Regions from separate parts of the Triticum aestivum genome. Here region 2 is linked to region 1. A link is a contact called in public Hi-C data. All regions are on one chromosome and are shown on one strand. The core of a region is the stretch at or near the end of the contact, and the rest is flanking DNA. Distances in the headings are between cores, read along the strand shown.

What was found. Hi-C and Micro-C count contacts between places; a contact is called where the count stands out from the background.
Region 2: a Hi-C map of leaf shows a contact between it and region 1, with 5 times the contacts expected there. The contact joins the promoter of LOC123111034 here to the enhancer-like site in region 1. A contact is called at or near these places in 3 of 5 Hi-C or Micro-C datasets (all in leaf) and 1 of 1 datasets of contacts at active chromatin or transcription factors (leaf).

The regions. Positions count from the first base shown.
Region 1 is chr5B:210,383,754-210,391,063 of IWGSC CS RefSeq v2.1, reverse strand. LOC123111032 (filament-like plant protein 2) reads right to left here. Exons shown (of 5, transcript XM_044531709.1): 4 at 4,177-6,491; 5 at 3,128-3,975. The coding sequence ends at 3,595. Among protein-coding and RNA genes, the nearest start is that of LOC123111032, 13 kb to the right of the region's middle. Within about 2 kb of position 2,718, at least 1 of the 8 cell types and tissues checked has an H3K27ac peak or open chromatin away from gene starts, as enhancers often do. A contact at or near this core is called in leaf, where this site is marked.
Region 2 is chr5B:210,785,255-210,792,564 of IWGSC CS RefSeq v2.1, reverse strand. LOC123111034 (V-type proton ATPase 16 kDa proteolipid subunit) reads right to left here and starts at 2,593. Exons shown (of 3, transcript XM_044531711.1): 1 at 2,291-2,593; 2 at 1,768-2,053; 3 at 158-578. The coding sequence starts at 2,369. The coding sequence ends at 446.

The sequences.
Region 1 (7,310 bases), core at 1,469-3,968:
CTAAGCAGCAAGAAGAAGGGGTTGCCTAAATCCTAACTTAGTTACTCATCCGGTGTCGATGATGTTAGCAACTCCGGCTGCACCAGCCCTTGCCCACATCCGTGCCTCGCCCCGAATTAGGTCTAGCAGCTTCTGGGTAGAGGGGCGAGCATCGTCAAAGATGACGTTGTTTCGGTGTTTCCAGATCTCCCACGCCGTCAGGGAGACAATGGCGTTTAGCCCTTTGCGCATAGAGTGAGGTAAGGCAGTGCTCGAGCGCGCCCATCATTCGATGAAAGGCATGCCTTGCTCGGGGGGTTGGATTGGAAGTCTGCACCAGAAGATGATGTCGAACCAAACCTGCCTGGAGAAGGGGCAGTCAGCAAGGAGATGTTGCATGGATTCCTCGGCTTGGTCGCATAGCACACAGGAGTCCTCGTGCGGCAGTCCATGTCTCTGGACTCTCTTAGCTGTCCAACATCCGTCGAGGAAGGCGAGCCAGAGGAAGAACTTGACCCAGAGCGGACGAGCCGCCAGTTAGGGTACGGGATGGCGCCCACGAAGAGCTATCATAGAAGATTTGGTGGTGTATACGCCAGAGGAGGTCCAGTGCCAAGTTAGCTAATCCGGAGCTTCAGATAGGTGCACCTGGCGCAAAGTTCACCAAAGGTCAATGTACTGGAGCATTGCCATGGGCCCAAGCACGCCCTGGATGTCCTGCACCCAGGAACGATGGAGGAGGTCGTCCCACACGGTGCGGATCTTTCCTGCGACGATGGGGGACCTGGGTGTAGATAAGAGGAGCAAGTTCGGCCACAGAGCAGCCATTAATCCAATGATCTGTCCAGAATCGACAGTTGAGCCCATCGCCCACCGTCCAGGTCGTGGAAGTGCGAAACATGGCGCTGGCATCTGGATCAGAGGGGAGGTGGAGAAGAGCCCAGGGCCTTCGCAAATCTGTGCGCTGCAGCCAAAGCCAACGCACACGCAGCGTGATCCCGGCGTGATGAAGATCACGGACCCCGAGCCCCCCAAGGGAGAGGGGGCGGTAGACCCACGCCCAATTAACCATGCACTGGCCGTCGCAGGCATCATGACGGCTAGCCCAGAGCAAGCCGCGAATGATCTTGTTTGCTTGCCATAAGAATGTGCATCAGCATCGCGCAAAGGACATGTCAAACGAAAGCAAGTCTTTCACCACGAGATAGCATGGATCCCCTCCAGGTAGACAGCTTGCGGGATAGTTTGTTGATGAGCGGGAGCAGAGCTGCTGTAGTAGGCTTGCGGATGGACAAGGGGATGCCCAGGTAAGTCCTGGGGAACTGTGCGACACGGCAGTCCAGGAGTTGGGAGGCCTGAAGCTGTTGCTCGGCGGAGCAGCGGATTGGAAGCGCAGCGCACTTGGCGAAATTGGTTCGCATGCCGGACGCGTCCCCAAATATGCGCAATATCTCACGGGTCGCCATCAGGTCTTCCAGGTGTGGGTGGCAGAACACAACCACAACATCCGCATATAGAGATATGTTGGCTGCCCATGCCTGGTCGTCAACCGTTGAAGAACCCCCTTGGCCGCCGCATGGACAAAGATGGAGTTGAGGACATCCATGGCCAAGGTGAAAATCATAAGCGAGATAGGGTCGCCCTGACGCAGACCACAAGCGTGGCCGATCACGTCGCCAGGGGTGCTGTTGATGAAGACTGGTGGAGGCCGTGGAGAGTAGGATGGACATCCACTCTCGCCAACGGTCGCCGAATCTGAGATGTTTTAGCACCTCCAAGATGAATGCCCATGAAACAGAGTCGAAAGTGCGAGTGATATCCAGCTTCAGAAGTAATCTGGGCAGCCTCAGGTTGTGGAGCAAGTGCGTTGTCTGCTGAACTAGCAAGAAATTGTCGTGGATACGCCGGCCGGAGATGAACGCGCTCTGATTGATTGAGACAAGCGTCTGCAGCTTTGGCGCCAAGCGAAGGGAGAGAACCTTGGCGAACAACTTGGCGAAAAGGTGGATCAGGCTAATCGGTCTGTAGTCATTGAGTGCGGAGGCGTCAGGTCGCTTCGGTAGCAGGTTGATGAAGGCCTTATTGAGCTTCTGGAATCCACGCCCGTTCATGGCGTAAAGTTTGTCAAATGCAGCGGAGATATCCTCATTGATCGGCCAACACAAGCGTAGGAACTCCGCCGAGAAGCCAAGATCAAAGGTCATTTTAAATGATTAAATATTGGCACAATTATTTTCATTTATTGGCACAATTATTTTCATTTCTTCCAAGCTAGCATGATCACCCCTCGTGATGCAAATTCTATACACAAAAAATTAATTGTCTATGCTATACTCTCCAATCAAGTTAAAAGTAAATTAGAGGCGCAAACGCTTCATAGTGATTTTGAACATGTGATTTCACTATTTTGAACATGTTTAAATAAGCAAACATGCAGGAAGTCTTTGCAATTTTCGCATTTCTAAACATGGCCAAGTGCAACACCAACGCGCTGACCTAAAAGAACATGGATTTTGTCCGTTTGGGTCGGCCGAGTAGACGGGGTTGTCCGCTTTTTCATTTGGCTCGGCCGCGTCGTTCAACGGTTGTTGACGCATTTTTTTCATCCACTTAAAAAAAAACAATTCTGACAACATGCCTCTGAATTTAACATGCTTCCAGACGCTACCATACAGGCCCAGGTTAGATGGACGAATCGTCTACGGCCGCGTGGGCTAGTTGTGAGGCGGATAATGAGCGGCCACGGCTCGTCCGTCGCCGCGTGGGCTAGTTGTGAGGCGGATAATGAGCGGATGCACGGCTCGTCCGTCTCGTATCCGCGTGGACACAAATTGGGGCCCAGGTTAGTCGCCGCGTGGGCTAGTTGTGAGGCGGATAATGAGCGGATGCACGGCTCGTCCGTCTCGTATCCGCGTGGACACAAATTGAGGCCCAGGTTAGATGGACGAATCGTCTACGGCCGTGTGGACTAGTTGTGAGGCGGATAATGAGCGGACGCACGGCTCGTCCGTTGCCGCGTGGGCTAGTTGTGAGGCGGATAATGAGCCGATGCACACAAATTGGGGCTGCAAATGTGTCAAGACGAACAATTAGCGTGTTTTCATCCATTTGGTTGGCACGTTGGAGTTGCTATAATGACATTTGTCGAGAAATCTCAAAAATGTTAGTTAGCTCCCTTGTTGATTAAGGTAAGCTTGGTAAAAACCTGCACTTCTGTCTGAATGAGGCACAAATAGACCTAACTATTCATGAGCACACAACTAGTAGAAACCGCACCAAACCACCATAAATGCGTATCAACACAGCCAGTACACTGAGTACTACCGAGTTTATATTTTGAACCAAACAGCCAGCACCCATACAGTAAGACTTCATCAAGCAGGCTGTGAAAAACTGAGCTTGCTAGAATGGAATTTTGGCACACAAATCTTCTACCAATCAGTTTCTGTAAATGTACACTGATCTACTACCTCTACAGATGAGAGCATCAATGGACTGTTAGCCGAGCAATGCGGGCAATCTCTACTTTCTTCTCCTGCTCCGCTCCTACACATGAGAGCTGTCCATAAACTGTTAGCGGCAATCAATCTTGACATTCTAATCATCCATCAGCTCTTACTTTCGTCTCTTTCCCCTGTAGCTACTAAGCGACGACAGCCCCCCTGCAAACACCGACATTTCCGAGGGAGGGGGTGATGAAGGTCGAATCATCGACGGGAGTGGCGAAAAGCAGCCCACGTCGCCATCCGGAAGGTCAAGATCATATAACTCGTCAGCGAAGACTGCAAAGTTGGAACCAGTGCTTCTTTTTTGAAGGAGGCCAGGATCACTGGCTCTCAAGTTTAGTGCTATGTCCCTGGGTTCCAGCAGCAGTCCTAGTCCAGGCTCCAGCACCACGTTGTCAATCTCTGTCAGTGATTTCAATTGGCGTCCCAGTGAAGCAATGGTCTTCTGGCACTCTGCAAGCTTCCCGGCTGCACTAGCAAGCTCCTTCTCCTATACAAAGATCATGATTCATATTTAGACATAGAATATTGGTTCTCTTAATTTATATGCATTCAGGTTAACAGGTGGGATGTTTGAGCTGCACCAACTTTAGTGGCCCTCTTTCTACTCTGGATCGATAATCGACAAAACACAAATTCATAAATGTTATCAGAGCCGCAATCACCAGATTCAGTATAAAGAGAAATTTACCTGCTTGGTCTTTAGGTCTCCATTTGAGTTTGCAAGCCTCCAGAGTTTCGCGTCCCGAATATCCCTTGACAACTGAGCCTCCAGCTTTCGGCATTTCTGTTCATAATCTTCTGACAGCAACCTCTCCTGCACAACCTCCCCTTGGAGGAAGCTCACCATGTTCGTCAGTTTCACAACATCGGCCTTTGATGCTTCAAGTTGATGCTCCATTGCCGTTCTTTGTGACTGCACAGCCTCTTCCTTGGCAGTGAACTCCGCTGCTGACGACATCTGTTCGTCCAGTTTTGCTTCAAACAACTCAACCTTCTCCTTAAGCTTCCGGGCATCCTGATGTGCAGACTCGACCTCTGACTCCAACACCCTTTTTATGGCCTCTAGAGCTTCTAGCTGCAGCTGCAGCTCGTCAGAGAACTCCTTTTCCTTTACCACTTCATGCTCAAGCGCCGTCACCATATCACGCAGTTTCACAACTTCAGAGTTGACTAACTGGAGTTCTGCCTCCAATGATTCTTTAACAGACTCCGCAGAAATAGATTTCTCTGCTTTTTCTGCCAATTTTTCATGCAACGCCTTCTCTTTTTCAACTACCTCATTTTCTAGCGCTTTAATGATATCACGCAGTTTCGCTACCTCGCTATTTGCTGAACATAGCTGTCCCTCCAATGATTCCTTAACAGCCTCAGAATGAGTTCTCTCTGCTTCAATCTTCATGTCTAGCTGTGATGTCAGTTCTTCATGCACTGTCCTCTCCTTTTCTATCTCACTCTCTAATGCTTCGATAATGCCACGCAGTTTCTCTACTTCGGTGTTTGCGGAACACAGCTGTGCCTCCAATGGTTCTTTAACAGCCTCAACAGCTGCTTCAATCTTCAGCAATGATTGTATCATGAGTTCGTCGCGCAGTGCCTTCTCTTCTTCTACCTGATTCTCTAGTGATTTGATGATGCCATGCAGTTTTTGCACTTCAGCATTTGCAGAATACAGCTGTGTCTCCAACAATTCTTTAGCATTGCATGCAGCATCTGATTTTTCTTTGTGCTGCACAGAAAGAGCAGTCTCGGTTTCAATCCTCTCTTCCAATGATGCCATAGTCACCCGAAGCTCTGCGGCTTCGGCTGAGACCAGTTCTAACTGCGACTCAAATTCCTTCTTTTCTGCATTTTCTCCCAATGAAGCAACAATCGCATGTAGCTCCTCAGCTTCTACAGATTTGGACTCCAGTTGAAACTCCAAAGCCTTTTTCTCCGAGTCCAATCGGTCCACATCTCCCAGAGCAGCATATTTGGAGTCATTTGCCAAATCCAATTGCATTTGCATTTCAACCAGCCTGTTCCTTGCCGCCACTAGTGCGTCACAGGAGATGTCAAGCTGATTTCTAGCCTCTATAAGAGCTATCTCAAGCTCCTTCTTATCGCTTTCAACTATTTCAACCCTCGAATGCAAATCTGCAACATGACGCCGCAATTCTTCATTTTCAATTTTAGAAGAGTTGTTTCTCGTCACAGCCTTGTCGGAATCAGTCTCCATATCAAAGGTAGAGCTTGTCTGGTCTGATTCAGGCAATGCAGCCAACCTTTCCATCTCAAGGAAATCATCCATTAGGTCGATCTCAACAGGATTATTCATAATATTTGTTGCACTAGCCTTCGCATTCCTGAACTGGTCAAGCTCCGTAATCAGAGCAGATGCCCACGAGTCAGAATTTCTCAATTCACTATCAACACCAACCATACATTCTGCACTGTCAGAGTGGCTGTCAGTTAGTGATTCTGCGCTTGGCGGAGGTCTAGAATCATTGACCAATGCTGTTTTCTGAGCTAGATGATGTAACCTGCGGCATTCTGCCTCAACCCTAGCAATCTTTTTTATACTTTCCAGGTGCTGCTTGCTGGCTGTCTCTGCTGCTTGATTGCTCAAGTCTTTTTCCAGTGAGAGTATCTTCAGATCTTTGGACTGTACAAGGAGCTTGGCCTTGAGATCCAAGTTATCTTTCTCGATTGTCTGAAGCTTCTCTTGTAGATCAGGCTGTGCAGACACGGTGGAGGCTTCTGATTTGGTTGCTGCCAGCTGCTTCTTCAGCTCAGCAATATGGTTTTGCAGCTTGGAGTTCTCAGACTCCAACTCCTGGGACTTCTTGGTAAGTGCATCACGTATTATCTCCTCTTGTTCTTCCCGTACCAGGCGCAGCTGCCTCACACATTCCTTGAGGGCCTTGTCTAGGTGGCTGACCTGACCCTCGAGATAATCATTTCTATGGGAAGCAGCTTCAAGCAGCTTCTTGATGGCAGTAGCTTCGACTTCAGCTTGTTCCCAACCTACATAAAGGTTATCAACGAAATGGTTGTGAACATTACTGCATGGAATAATAAAGCTGAAAGTATCTTCCTCTTCTCTCTTGCAGAAATGAAGCTGAACATTACTTGCAGAAATACAATCCATCAACAAACTAAAATTTAAGCTAATAAATCAAATATCAACAAAGAACTAGCCATGGACAGGGGTGTGTGGAAGTTAGCTATCCACGTGCCAGAACCATGACTTGGGTTTCGAGATCTTATGGGTTTCAACACTAGCGTACTCCAACTTATTTGGAACTGAAAGGCTTTGTTGTTGTTGTGGAAATTATAGGATGGCTATTTGTGTTGTTCTGTTGTATTGATCTGACCCTCATATGGGGTATATATGGAAAATAGAAGTACATGGGAGGGAGAGAGACTTGGAGTAGAGGGCAAGTCGTACATGATTTAAACCGATTCTATCTCAAGTCCTAATCTCTAACTTAAACATAATTATACTTCTAACAGTTGTTGTAAATGAAATATGGGACTCCCTTTGACAGAATATATAATTTTCTACTATGGAGCCCGCAAAGGGGCTGTACATACTGCTGTACGAACAGCAGATGCTGGATACCTTATATGTAAACTTGTTGAAGTTGTTCAACATTTTATTGTGCGTAGAAGAGATTGTGGTACTATCCGAGATATTTCTGTGAGTCCTCCACCGGAGTTGTTGAATATCAACAACTTATTACACAAATCCCATTTTAGAGCGAGTAGAAGGATAGGTTTTATTAGCGGAGAAGAAACAGCAAATTGGGGCTTATCAGGACTGATGTTATGACCTTCTGAACA
Region 2 (7,310 bases), core at 1,344-3,843, 400 kb before region 1:
GTAGGATAGTACAAAAACAAATCATTAAAAAATCCTATAGAATTTAATCCTACAAATCACTTTTGAACCAAAGGGGGCCGTTCTGGTGTTCTAGTTTCAAACCATGTGTACTTCTCCTTTGCGAAAAGGATAATACACAAGAAAGGATATTGTGGGATGAATGGACAAAACTCAATTGCATTGCAAGTTCTCGCTTATTCACCAGATTACACCGTCCAGCCAGACCCAAAAGGTAAATAACTGTGCACAAATAAGCATCAACCCCCACCCAGCATCCTGACGGAAAAAGAATGGTACATCAAGGGCAAAGCTCCCCTGGCTACAGATGTTTTTTTCTCCACCAAACAGAAGAATGAAAACTAGACATGATAACCTCTAGAGCTCAGTTTGCTGTCTGAATAATATAAAACAAGAGGGCACACAGGGCCGCGTGTGTGGAACATGCCTAATCGGCACGAGACTGGCCAGCTCGGGATGACAGGATGATGCCGACAATGAGACCGTAGAGAGCGAGCGCCTCTGCGAAGATGAGGATGAGGATCATGCCGACAAACAGCTTGGGCTGCTGAGCATTTGCCCTGCAGACAATGATGTTTGATCAGAACGGGGTACAATTTAGGCAAGTTCCAATTGATCCTCCGATGGTAAGGCACGCATGTCAAATCAACAGTATATAGAAGGTAACAGATTTAAATTGCATAATCTTGTACTCCCTCCGTCCGAAAATACTTGTCGGATGAATGGATGTATCTAGACGCAATTTAGTCCTAGATACACTCATTTTCATCCATTTCTCCGACAAGTATTTGGGGACGGAGGGAGTACTTAGCAATTATCAGGTCTTACCCAGGGAGCAACAAACCAGTAGAAAGGAAAGAGCTAACTATAACATTGACAAATACTAAACCCTTAACAAGTTATTAGAATCAGCGTAGCTTAGTTACAAGTTTGGGAGTTTCATTTACAGATAGCAGTATGCATACATATTGCCAAAACTTAACAAGCAGAGAGAATCATACTACTAACTAAACATATAGGACATCACACTAACTAATAAACTACAAAGACCAGAACAAATACAAAGTATACAGTTCAAAGAGTATCATAATTCATAAGTCCACAAAGGCGGTTCCACTGAAAAATGTTTTTGTCTGGTGAGCAGCATATATAAAGTAAATCCACCATAATAGACCGACTTACACAAAATTCATGGTGAAAGAAGTAATTGACATAACAAAGGCTCATCGTCTATAGTACGTAGGTGAGGGAATAAATTGCCAGTGTCATTTTTCTATATGTCAAGATTGTTTCCTAAGATAATTGGTACAACAAGCATATCATGCCTAGAGAGAAGTGTAGTAATAATAAGAGCTCGTATATGTTCATCCTCAGATTTCAGCTTATTGATGAATTGTTAGTCTAGTCATAAACAACCTAAGTGGATTTGTGTAGAGAATGATCCATGCTGTAACTGAAATTTACTTCTGTTAAGGCTATATTGGAGTATATTGAGACAACCAAATAATGAAACTTGAACAGCGAGCCTACAGAGATTCGAATCTCAAACAGAATCAGGCCAATGAAATTGGGTCAGAACCATCCACCTAAATGCATTCCTTCAAATGCAGCACATGCGCCTGCTAGCTACTACTATGTAGGCACAGGCGTGAGGCATGTGCATTAACAATGCAAATTAGTCATCAACAAACCAACATAGCAGCAAAATCAGTGCGCATAACACAATAAGAGATGATAAATTGAGCTTACCTGACTCCAGCATCACCAACAATGCCGATGGCCATGCCAGCAGCAAGGCCGGCAAGGCCACAGGCGAGCCCGGACGAGAGGTGGGCGTAGCCGTCGAAGAGGTAGTAGGGCTTGGCCTTGGGGTTGATCCCGGTACTGATGATGACGGCGATGATAAGCCCGTAGATACCGAGCACTCCAGCCATGACAACGGGCACGATGGACTTCATGACGAGCTCCGGGCGCATGACTCCCATGGACGCCACGCCGACGCCGCTCTTGGCCGTCCCGTAGGCCGCCCCCATACCTGCAAGGATGGGTCACGGAGAGATCTCGTCAACGATCGCAGGGACTAACCCAGGACCAAAGCGCGCGCTTCGTCTCGCGTGCTAAACGAATCGAATCTACGGAATCGAAGGACCAGCGCGCTAGAAGGGACAACGCTCCGCCGATCCGGGCGGATCAGAGCTCCAATCTTATTCCCGCAAACATATGTAAGCTACACAAAGGCTGGCAAGTTTGAGAGAGATGGGAGAGGGCGTACATGAGAAGACGAGTGCCGCGGCGGCGCCGAGAAAGCCGAAGAAGGGGGCGGTCTCATCGCCGCTGAACACCGACGACATCTTCCTCCTCCTGGTGCTACTGCTGGGATCGGGGTCTGCTCGCTCGTCCACCCAAGCAAGAGCTCGAGCTCGAGCTTTTCTGTTGTCGCTTTGGGATTTGGTTTGGGCTTTTTCACGATCTGATCTGAGGAGGAGGGCGTTGGAGATTGGGGAAGAAGAAGACGGGGTGGGGCGGAATGTTTTTTACTGGACGGTTTTGCCCCTCTGGATGTAGGAGCCGTGTACCCGTGGTTGCCCGGTCAGGAGGGGCACCGGTGCCCTTGTCTGGGTGTAGATTGTAGAATTGGTGTCTCACTGCTCGCGGGCCACGTGGGCGGAGCGTTGCGTGGTTGACGTTGTTCCAGCCTTTCGCGTACCCACGGGTCGTGCTCTACTCATCTACTAGTCGTCTCGTCTCTGGAACACGATTTCTGGCGGCAAGCAGCGGTGAAGTTCGTGGATCGTAGGTCGTGGTCTGTGTCAATATTCGCGAACTGATTTTTCTTTTTGCAGGGTAATATTCGTAAACTGATTTGTGAATATAATTTTGTGTTGTTTATGTGCGTACTGCATTTGTAAATCAAGACAGTATACTTGTAGATGTAGGGTCGGGTACCTCTTCGTGTGCCTTCTAAACCGTTGTCGCCCGTTTCTTCAACCAACATTTCTATAGAAGAAACGGTTAGTTCCAAGGATTGGACCATATCAACAAGAGGAGCAGAGTTATATCCAAGGATTTTACCGAAAAGGTTAGTTCTTCTTGTATATTTGGTCTTGATACATGTTTCCTGTTCTATACCCTTTAATCTCTCTAATACTTTTTGAATTTAGCACTCATGTTTATGTTGCTAGCTATGTGTTTTTGTATTTGCTTGTTTCCTTCGAATATCTCTGTTGTCGGACATATTAAGTCTGTTTAGTACGAGATATTATGATCAGGAATCTTAAAATACAGATAAAAACATATTAGTAACTTTATGTGTTTAAATTATCCTCCCTTGTGTGTGTGTGATTCCTCTCACACAGAATAGGGGCCTTATCTGCTAACCTCCTGCTGCCCGAAACAGGTGTAGAAAGCATTCACAAATACTTAGGCTTCCTTTGGTTTGGAGGAATTTCAAAGGAAAATTATAGGATAGGACTCTTTTAGGATTTTTTTTTTCTTTAAAGCCCTTTGGTTCATAGGAATGGACTCCTATTCCTACATAGGATTGGTTCCTATCCTCCATATTTCAAAGGAAAATAAACATGAGCCTAAACTCAATGGAAATATTCCTATAATGTGAACCAAATGACACCTCTTTTCCTAATCATACTCATAGGATTTGAGATATATGCCATCTCGTTTCCTACAAGTTTCCTATTCCTGTGATAATCCTTTCCTATGAACCAAAGAAAGCCTTAAAGTGATATGCAAATGGAATGGGAGTGTTCCTAACTGATAAGTTGATTTGGTCGGCATTGGACTAGTCAATACATCAAGGGCAAAGCTCCCTTGGCTACAGATGTTTCCCATTATTTTGCTCACATCTAACCTGTTTGATTTCTGGTACACCTATCGGTCCCTTCAAGGACAACAACCAACACGATTGTCCTGGACGTGGCTCATCTTTTTGATGAACCAACGACAACCCTACATCTCTGATCATGATACGCAATTACAACGTTGCATGTCATGACTAGGGAAATGGAATGACAATGAAATCCAATTGGTTGATTTGTCATCATCTTCCTGGTTGACTGGAGAGATAGGGCCCCTTGATTGGGGACCTGACTCGACAGCAACGCCGAACGTAGTGATCAAAGTATATTAGTTGGTGGAGGGAAGATCTGTACTCAGATCGAAGGGAGCAAGTACCCCCGACTCAGAGCTAGTCAAGAAAGCAAGGGTTCTGAGCTCTTATCCCTTCATGGGTAAGAGCAAAAACACGCAGTCCGGGGTTCTAGACTACTTCGATAGAGTCAGTAGCCGTAAACCCCGGATAGGGGAGACATGGCCTTTAGGCCATATCGACCCGATGCCGAAGGACTGTTCCTAGCCTAGGGGAGTGAATCTGAGAGGTGTGACAAGCTTGATGGAGGGAGTACTTGAAATCATAGTGAAGAGTACAGATCGACCGAAAGGTAGGTTAGGGAGCGGAATAGTTTATAACGGAGAGAGAATTTCCATTAGTGCAATTGTTTAGTTGAATTTCCATTAACAAGGTTAACAAGGAGTGGCCGATCACTTGAGGGAACGATCGAGGAGACCGAGCTGCATCGGTAGCTTTCTGTTATGTTCTATTCCTTTCCTTTGAAATAGTTGGCAAAGCTAGACTTTATCAAACGAACATGCCTAGTCTTTTCCCTTCTACGCCTTTGGGAAGGGGTTTGGGGGAAACCTTTTGTCCTTCCCTTGCCTTTTCTTTTCAGTAGAAAAGGAAAAGTACAGTTAGCCGGTTTCCAGTTCCTTACCTCACTGCTCCGTGTTAACGGAAAACAATAGGAAAAGTTCCTTTCCTTTTTGGCGGTTTAAGTGCAAGGAACTTGCAATAGAGTGCTACTTCATTTTTTCTGGAACACCTTTTAAGGCGGATTCCTTTAGTAAAAGAGGTGTTATGGTACCTCATATTTGCCTTGTGAAAACAAGGCTTCGATAGGTAGGGTCTGGAAGAGGCCTCCCTCATTCTTGCTCGTAAAACAAGTCTCTCTTTCAGTTTTGCTTTTTTTAGGCTTCCTTAATTTTGGGAAATCAAGCTGTTCGACCACATATAGGATCGGTCGCTCGGGAAAACCCATTGTTTCCTGTGTTTTTTTAAGCAAGGAAATATTCCTGATTTTAGGAAAAGTCCCTTGGTGCAAAGCTAGGGTCAACATAAAGTTTCCGACGTTAGGAGGAATTCCCCTTAATACCAAGATTGGATCTCCATGTTTGGGTGCACATGACCCATGCGCGAAGATTGGATCTCCATGTTTGGATCACAATTTCATAGTCAAATGCATGAAAAACAGGGACTTTGGGTAGGCGCGTGATGGATCGTCCGTACAGTCACTTAAATCGGCCAAAAAGGCTTCCTTTGTTTAGTCAAATAGCCTTTTCCCTTTGACCCCTCAGAGGATCAAATCAAGTCCGTCCACTTGAAAGTGAAGTACTTCAGTGAACGGTAGTTCATAACGTTGGTCTTATTCAACTTCCCTTCCAGTTTATATAAAAACCTAATGAGATTTATGCTCCAATCTAATGACTGGATTGAGCAGTACTATATACGTGACGCTTAACTTGTTAGTTACGATTAATGAAATTTAATTAATTAATCATTTTGATTTATTTATTGGTCAACTTCATAATTAGGAATGTTACAAAAATTGTGACGTCGAATTCTTTCAATTTAAATGAAATTTATTTCAATATTTTTGTGCATGTAATTTTTTTGTAACATCCCAAATTTTTAATTTGAAATGTTATACACTAGATCATCATTGCATATCATATTTTGTTGCTTTTGGTTTGATCCTAGAAATTCTAAGCAACTCAAGGACCCTCGGAGAGAGTTGGGGATTTCGTTATTTTCATATTTGAGTTTTCTCAAATTTTGAAAATAGGATCATTTGATTTTATTTATTTAATCTTCAATTATTTCAATTATAAAAATATGAGAGAGGGAATAAAATGACTTTCCCTAAATAAAGAAATATTAAGGATTTAATAAAAAAATCAAATAAGTTTTATTTTGGAGTTTTCGTTATTTTATTTGAATTTAGGAAAAATTGCACATATTCAAAACTGCATTTTAGGGCCATGAAAATTTCATCTTGTTCTAAGTATTTTATTTAGATGGTGAAAATTTGTTTTGGCATTTTTAGATTTTTATTTATTTATTTAAGGGTTTTTCTTAGTTCGGCGGATTTTTTTTAAAAAAATAATAATCTCCGCTAGCGCCGCCGCCACCGCAGCCCCACCACCCGCGCCGTCCCGCCGGAGCCCCGCCGGAGCCGAGCCGGAGGTAACCGCCGCCGCCGCCGTGGTTTAGTTTTTTTTAAAAACCGATCCGATTTTTTTAGAAACCCTAGATTCATTTTTTTTAAATAGATCGGTTTTATTTTTTTCTTCCAGTTTATTTATTTAGTGAGCGTTCGCCCGTTCGTTCATTTTAACGAACAAATTCGCCATTTAGTTTCAGTTAACGAACGTTCGTTCGTTAATCTGTTCGTAAGTTTTTTCTTTTCTCGGATTTTCCGCGATTATTTCTGATCGCGATTTCTGATCCGATTTTCGTTCTAGTATAACTTTTCGCTTGTTTATTGGAATCAGGCGATTCAAGCGCCTAGAGTTTCATCTCGAAACCCTCTTTCCATTTAACCTACTCAAACAAGATTTTGCTTCTGTAAAATTTGACTTAGATCCAGATTAGTAAACGAAGCTTGTTTCTTTCACCGTTTGACTTTCGTTGCTTCGTTAGATTTGATTCTTTTTGCAAACCGGAGTTCTTAAGTTGAACTTTCTGGTTAGATCTCTTATTTGAGTTTTACCTGTGCATTAGATGAGTACTGATTGTATGCTTGTTTGTTTGCGATAGAGTACCCGGAGTGCGCCCTTGCTACTTTGAATCTCTAAGTTTCGCGGATCATCAGCAAGACAAGTAACACTTTGATCATACCTCTTACTACCTAGTTTTATTGCATTAGATCAACCCTCAAACAATTGCATGATTAGGATCTGTTTAACATGTGGGTTTTGGGAAGTATATGAGGTAGTAACTATTACTTGTTTTATTATCAAACCCTTGGGAGTTACTTCTATGTTTGCTTATATTGCTATACTATGCTACTAGACGTGGATTGGGTGAGTGTATCCATGACAGATATGAGATTGTTAAATTAATGGTTTATTTAAGGTGGCAACTTTAATACACATCTGGGTGGATTGAGGCACCTGGGTATTCCAGCAATTGCCTGTTTTTCTCTATGGACCGCCACCCAGGC